2 separate regions of the Triticum aestivum genome follow, and region 1 is linked to region 2. A link is a contact called in public Hi-C data. All regions are on one chromosome and are shown on one strand. The core of a region is the stretch at or near the end of the contact, and the rest is flanking DNA. Distances in the headings are between cores, read along the strand shown. Region 1 has its middle 15 kb from the start of LOC123052893. Region 2 holds the start of LOC123052890 (probable LRR receptor-like serine/threonine-protein kinase At2g16250).

Region 1 (3,349 bases), core at 309-2,808, 190 kb after region 2:
TTGTGCATTCTGAGTAGTCTCATTGTGTACCAATTTTAGCCTTTCCCACCACAAGTACCAGGCTGGTATGGCAATCATGTCACGCACATTACGAGTGCCCATAATATATAGTTCCTGATCTGGTAATGAAAGTAAGTATTCCAAGATTGTCTCACCCGCATAGTCTATTTTACAAGCTCCGTCGATAATATCGTCCATCCCTAGTCTTCTCCATACTCCTTTTGCTCTGTCACATAGAAACAACAAATGTTTTGTGTCTTCTGGCCCAGATGAGCAGGCAGGACACTTAGGCGAGACTTTCACATGTCTATTAGCTAAGCTAACACGACACGGAATAGTGTCGTGAAGTGTACGCCAAATAAATATTTTAACCTTTGCTGGACAAGCAAGTTTCCAAATCCTCGCCCAAATAGGATTGACCGTGGTACATCCCATTCCATCGGTATGTCGCAACTTGTTCCCATATTGGTGGTCCCATTCCACAAAATAAGCAGACTGAACCCAAAAAATCCCATTTTTATGAAATTCCAAGCTACGAAGTCTGGCATATCATGTTGCGATATCGGGATCGTAAGCACTCACTGAACATCAATAGGCCATAGAGTCTTTCTGAGAAGATCTTCATCCCAACTATTTAGGATTGGATCAATCAAATCTGCTACCTTCCGTAACAACTGGCCTCCCTTAGGGGTAACAATTTAACGGTTTGCACAATTTGGAATCCATGCGTCCTCCCAAATGTCAATATTCTGCCCATTTCCCACTCGCCAAATATGACCACGCTTCAGGGAGCTCACACCCGCCATAATACTTTGCCAGGTGAAGGAAGAACCCTTCTTCAGGTCAGTGTTCAACAAGTCACCGTCAGGATAGTATTTGACTCTCAAAATAGTAGCACATAGAGAATCCGGATTCTCAATAAGATGCCAAGCCTGTTTAGCAAGCATAGCCAAATTGAAACAATGGATATCCCGAAAACCCATTCCTCCTTGGTTCTTGGGTACACACATTTTCCACCAAGCCATCCAATGCATCCTCCTTTGGTTATCCTCATCTCCCCACCAGAAATGCGCCATCGCGTCAATAATTCCTTTGCAATTTTTTTTAGGAATTTTAAAGACCGACATTGCATAGGTGGGAATAGCTTGAACAACCACTTTAAGTATGATCTCCTTTCCTCCAGCCGACAGAAGTTTTTCCTTCCAACCACTAATTCTCTGAACAATATGATCGATTAAGTATTGAAAACAATCGATTAAGTATCCGAAAACAAGCTGGTTGTTCTTAAAGCCCCTAAAATGGTTTTTAGCTCTAGCTAGCCCACTAGAACGGGGATAGCACCTCCCTAATTAGCGACTACGTCGTGGTGATGGATAAAATCATAGAGAAGGCATTACGCAATGAGCCGCGTTGGAATTCTACTGAATCGTGATAGACCGAGGAAGAATGCTGCAGTCCACAACTTCCAATCAACGGAATACTATTTTCCACAGAACATTTCAGCGTTAAGCATACGACAAAACGTCAACATTATACACACATATCTTATTTGATTATTATATGCCCCTGAAAGGTAGCAACACACAACATGGTAGCTAATTTGATAACTTCCATATTTGTGTAGCTTCTCATTAAACTAATAATTGAGCTGACCTTCCCACATATCAGGCGACGAACGATTCCATCAATCAACATTCAGCAATGCCACTACCTGCGCCGACGATCTATCCAACATTTTTTTACTTCATTTATTAAGGCCGACAATATAATTATAATGAAATTTTGAACAGGCCATTAAGTATTATTTATAGGAAAACAGATTAACAATCTGACCAAGTCATAGAGACTTATTTTTACAGCAAGTCATGGAGATTGTGATTATTATTATTTTTAGGGTTGGTAACACGAATGATTCCTTTTATTTTCTTTTTCCAGAGAGATAACACGAATGATTCAATGGACGTGATCTCCTCGGGAATAAAACGGGCGCCCTGATGGAGGCATGGAACGCTGGAGAATGAAAGCAGGGCCCTCTTTGAATCGTGTGAGCTGGAATGTTCAAACAAGTTAGCGAGGTGATGTTATTCTGGAGAGCCAGAGAAGCGGCCAAAGCTGACATGTTCAACGACATGCGGCAGACATGTCCCATCCTTAAACAGCCACCAGAAAAAGATTATGGTCAAAGTGGAAATTGGATTAAATAGAAAATAATCTGCAATCATAATTCATCGAAAGTTCAGTTGAGCAACCATGGTTACAATATGATGGAGATGAGAGGCCTAATCAGGGTCTAACCCGTGTCTCTCATAATTTATACCTACTAATAAAGCAATGTGCGTTTCGCCAATTTTTTCATCCGTTCACTTTTGAAAATAAAATTCTATCCGAGGTGGTACTAAATTCTAATACGTTCGTTTGCTAGAAAAAAGGGCTTTTTCAGAATTTCGTACCTGGGCCGCGCGATATGACCCAGCGAAGCCAGCCCACTTATTTTTCTGCCCCTGCAGCTGGGAAAATTCTATTTTCTGCACAGGGCGACAAATAGTCAGAACGTCGCACAGGACAACCAGTAATGGGCTGGCCCATTTTTCATTGTTTTTGTGTTTTACTTCTATCTTTATTCTCCTTCCCCTATCTCTTTTCAAACTTCCAAATTTAATTTTCCTACAGAATTTATTTTGTAAATTCAAAATTCTCAAAACATTCAAATTTTCAAAAAAAAATCAAATTATAGAAAATGTTCAGAATTCCAAAAATTTATTGCTATTTTGAATTATACCCGGAACTTGAAAAAGGTTTCCCATTTTTTCAAAAACTTTTGTTGTTTTCCAAATTGTTTGAGATTTCTAAATAGAAAATGGTGATTTAAAAAATTATCCAAATTCGAAAAATGTTATTGTTTTTGTGAAATTCTCACAATTCAAAATAATGTTAAAAGATACACATTGTAGAAAATTTTAATGAATTTTCAACACATGTTCCCGTTCTAAAAAAATGTTCACAAATTTAAATAATAGCTCATGTTTTTATAAAAAAAGTTGGTGTTTTCAAAAAATGTTTATGAACTTTGTTCGTGTTTTTCTAAAAGTGTACATAATTTTGAAAAAACTTTTCAGGATTTAAAAATGGTTCATGTTTCCTACAATATTCAGAAACTTCGTACGTTAAATCTCCTCCATTGAAAGGAAAAACTACGTTGAATAATTCATGGGCCTTCTCCGGAGTACGATGACGTAACAAAACTCTTAAGTGCCCTCGATCAATGAAGGAGAAATAGCGGATTGATTACTTCACACCCAGCAAACCGAGAAGCTAAATGTTCCTTTTTCACGTGCGCACAGGGTTTTGC
Region 2 (3,501 bases), core at 546-3,045:
GCACCAGCAAGATGTTTGGAGCATACAGAAAGTATAAAATACCTGTGAACGAATGGTGGGCTGCACTCGTCATGAAGGAAGCACATGGCCTCAGCTACACCAGTGGCGATCTTCAGTCTAGTTATCCAATCCAATGAGTGCAAGCCATCTTCAGTGTCCACAGGTTTCTTGTGCAATGCATTGGTCAAGTCCGCCTTTGGCATATACTTGTAGGACAGAAATTCTTCGTCATTGTTGGCCAGATGGCCGAGCAACGGAACAATCCTCTCATGTGAGTACCTCGAATAGAAGTCCAATTCGCTTGAAACTTTGTTGATACTCTTTGTACCAATCTTCTTGACGATGACATGTGCGCCATTCTCCAACACACCATGGTAAATATCCCCCGAATGCCCATGCTTGAGGAGGTTGTCATCACCAAAGCCCCCGGTGGCATGGACCAATTGCTCATAGGTCAACTCACCAAAAACGGTAATCGCGTCCTTAGGAGTAGCATCGGCTCTCGGGGACACTGCTGCCGGTGATGAGGCCACAGGATTTACGCTGCTGTCCCTCCTACGCATGCCGCGTGCACCTTCCTCATTTGTTTCCGCCCCTCTCCCACCTCCTCTTTGTCTCCTCCTCATCAAACAGAAAAGCAATGCAACCAAAAACATAACCATCAATGCTGCCGCGGCTGCAAGAACCCCAATAAGTACATTTTTGGAGATCCCACGGCTCTTCTCCGGTGATGGCTGAGGCAAAGGTGCAGGCACTGGAATATCAACAAGTCTCACCCCTTCCCTCCTATAGAAGTCTTCACAATCAACATGGCGGCGCTGACCGGAGACACCAGAGAAGCAATTCACGCTAACATCCACCGTTGCATCGGATCCATTCCAATTTCCATCGAGGTAGTTGCTTGACACGTCCACCAGCCGGAATCTCGTCTTGAGTGCCCCAATGGCATCAGTGGCCACACCATACAGAGAATTCCCTGAAATGTTAAACAACGACGCCGCTACATCACCGGCGCCGACCGAGACGCTGGGTAGCTCCCCGGTGAAATTGTTGGTGGAGAGGTCAAGAACGCGAAGGCCTTTGACGGAGAGCAGCGTCTCCGGAACCTGGCCCGAGAGGCTGTTCCCGGAGAGGAGCAGCCTAGTCAGATTCCCCGATGAGCCGAGATCGGGCGGGAGCGTGCCATTGACTGCGGCGTAGCGGAGGTCGAGCACGGCGAGCGGCTGCGGGAGGTCGCGGCTGAACCACGCGGGCACCTCGCCGGGGAGCGGGAAACCGGAGGCGTTGAAGAGCTCGAGCGCTGTGAGGTTCCGCAGCCCGTCGACCGCGAACGCCGGCGCGCGGCTCGCGAGGCGGGTGCGGCGGAACCCCGCGACGCTGACGCCCACGACGCGGCCGGCGCGGCACATGACCCCCGCCCAGGCCGTGCACGGGTCGGCCCTCGCGGGCCACTCCCGCGCCCGCAAACCCAGCGACGCCCGCAGGCTGTACAGCCCCGCCAGGTCCGACGGCGACGCGAGCGGCTGCTGCGCCACGGCCGCCGCCACAGCCCCCAAAAGGGCCACGGCAGCCAGGAGGAGGCGGCACTGCGGCATGGGTGGAGCCGGAGCACCGAAGCGGCCGCGACAGTCTAGGTCTCTAGGGCGCGGCCATGGAGGGAGGCGGGGTCAGAGGCGCCCACGAGGTGTTTGAGGGAATGCTTCTGGCTCTGGGCGGCACGGAGACGTGGGGGAGGCAAGCAAGGAGGAGTTGACCGTGGCAGCGAGGCGGCGAGGCGAGACAAGCAAGCAAGAAACGAAACCGGCATGTGTGCGGGCGAGTAAACTAAAGAGCGAGGTTCTGTGGGGCCCTCTTCCAGCCGTCCCGGATCGCTTTCACGTGGGCCCGTCTCACGGGCTCGGCACTGCCCGCTTCAATGCGGGCCGTGTCCTACAGGTGGGAAGGCGGCCGGAGTGGCGGGAACGGCTGGCCCACCTGTCTGTGACCACGGGGCTGAGGGATGCGTGGAGGCGTGAGGGGCGTCTGGGTTACACTGGCTTGTGGGCCCGCTTGGTTTCCACGCGGGCGGGCGTGGTCGGGTTTGCGGGCTCGATCGTGGGCTCGGACCGACCGAGGAATGTTCGTTTTGTCCATCCGCTTCTTGTCCTGATCGGTCATTGCTTCTTTCTTTTCTTCTTAAATACAGTACTGTTTGGAATTGATGGAGAGAGATCTCTAGGTTTACGCGTCCGGCTAAGCTATCGGCCAGTGTCCTTTTCCCTTGGAGCCGAAGCTGTGCATGTGAGAACGGCAGACGTGTCCACATGGAAGTGAACAAGCTCCATTTCAAAGAAAAAGAAAGTCAACTCAAAAAAAGTGAAGAAGCGCAACACCGCAACTTTGTGAAAGCTCAAACAAGAGAAAGAAAAAGAGACACCTCACTTATGTCGGATATATATAATTAGTTAATACTAGCAAAACATGCCCGTGTGTTGTAACGGGAAGAAGAAAAATTATCCCTCATACACACCCGACAATATCAACAAATAATATTCTTAAAAAATCTTTATGGGCATAATTTCAAACAATATAGAAATCAATGTTAAGCCACTGGTTACATAAAGCTCGTATCCTCAGTTTAGATGAATCATCGTATAGGGATTGGTAGTGCATTGTGCGAAATAGAGAGGATGATTACGTACCTGTTTTAACCTTTAGCATATATGGTAGTTGGTATCAATCAACATCCCCTACGGTGCCAATAATAGATATTGTGAGAGCACAAACTGCATATCTACTAAATTCAAATGGGGTAGAAAACGTATATAATAGGCATACCCAAATAACTCATATGGTGAAGATATTTATTTAAGGTTGCATCCTAAAGCAATTTTGGAGATGATTAACCAGTGAGATAATAGCATATTTGAAATCTACATATTTTTTGAGGGACTTTCATATATAATATGTTATATTTGGAGTTATTTGGAGCGCGACAAGGCGACGGGCGGGCATGCGGGGGTTGGGGCGCGCGCGGGGCGAGCAGGCAAGGGGCGCACAAGCGGGCAGCGGCAGCAGTGCTGAGCAGGGCCGCGACGGGGGGCTAAGGGCACAGAGGGGCGAGGTAGCGCGATGCAGGGGAGCAGCAGTGGCGGAAGGCGCAGCCCCGGCGCGGTCGGGCGCGTACGCGGGCGGTGTGGCGGCTTACTACATCGGGAGCAGAGGAGAAGGGGTGGGGCGACGGCTCACCGAGAGGGGGTGGATGGCGAGCTCGTGAGGGGGTCGGGGAGGCCGGGCGGTGCCGAAGTAGCCTAACGGTGACGAGGCAGTGGCGGGTCCGAACGGGGTGAAGCTCTCGACCCCGCCGAAGAGGCGGCTCCCGGCTCGCGTTCTGCGGCGTAAAAGAAGTATCTGGTGGCAGCGAAGCTCCGGTACGCGTCGTGCGGGACGGGGAGCAGCGACAGGAGGCGCTCGGGTGGAGAAGGGCAAGGGAAAAGGGAGGAGTGGATCCGGGCGAGGGAG

What was found. Hi-C and Micro-C count contacts between places; a contact is called where the count stands out from the background.
Region 1: a contact with region 2 is called in a Hi-C map of leaf, with 2.3 times the contacts expected there. The contact joins the enhancer-like site here to the promoter of LOC123052890 in region 2. A contact is called at or near these places in 2 of 5 Hi-C or Micro-C datasets (both in leaf).

Annotation. Positions count from the first base shown.
Region 1 is chr2D:311,255,768-311,259,116 of IWGSC CS RefSeq v2.1, forward strand. No RefSeq gene overlaps it. Among protein-coding and RNA genes, the nearest start is that of LOC123052893, 15 kb to the right of the region's middle. Within about 2 kb of position 1,559, at least 1 of the 8 cell types and tissues checked has an H3K27ac peak or open chromatin away from gene starts, as enhancers often do. A contact at or near this core is called in leaf, where this site is marked.
Region 2 is chr2D:311,061,927-311,065,427 of IWGSC CS RefSeq v2.1, forward strand. It overlaps LOC123052890 (probable LRR receptor-like serine/threonine-protein kinase At2g16250), which reads right to left and starts at 1,796. Exons shown (of 4, transcript XM_044476251.1): 1 at 43-1,796. The coding sequence starts at 1,595.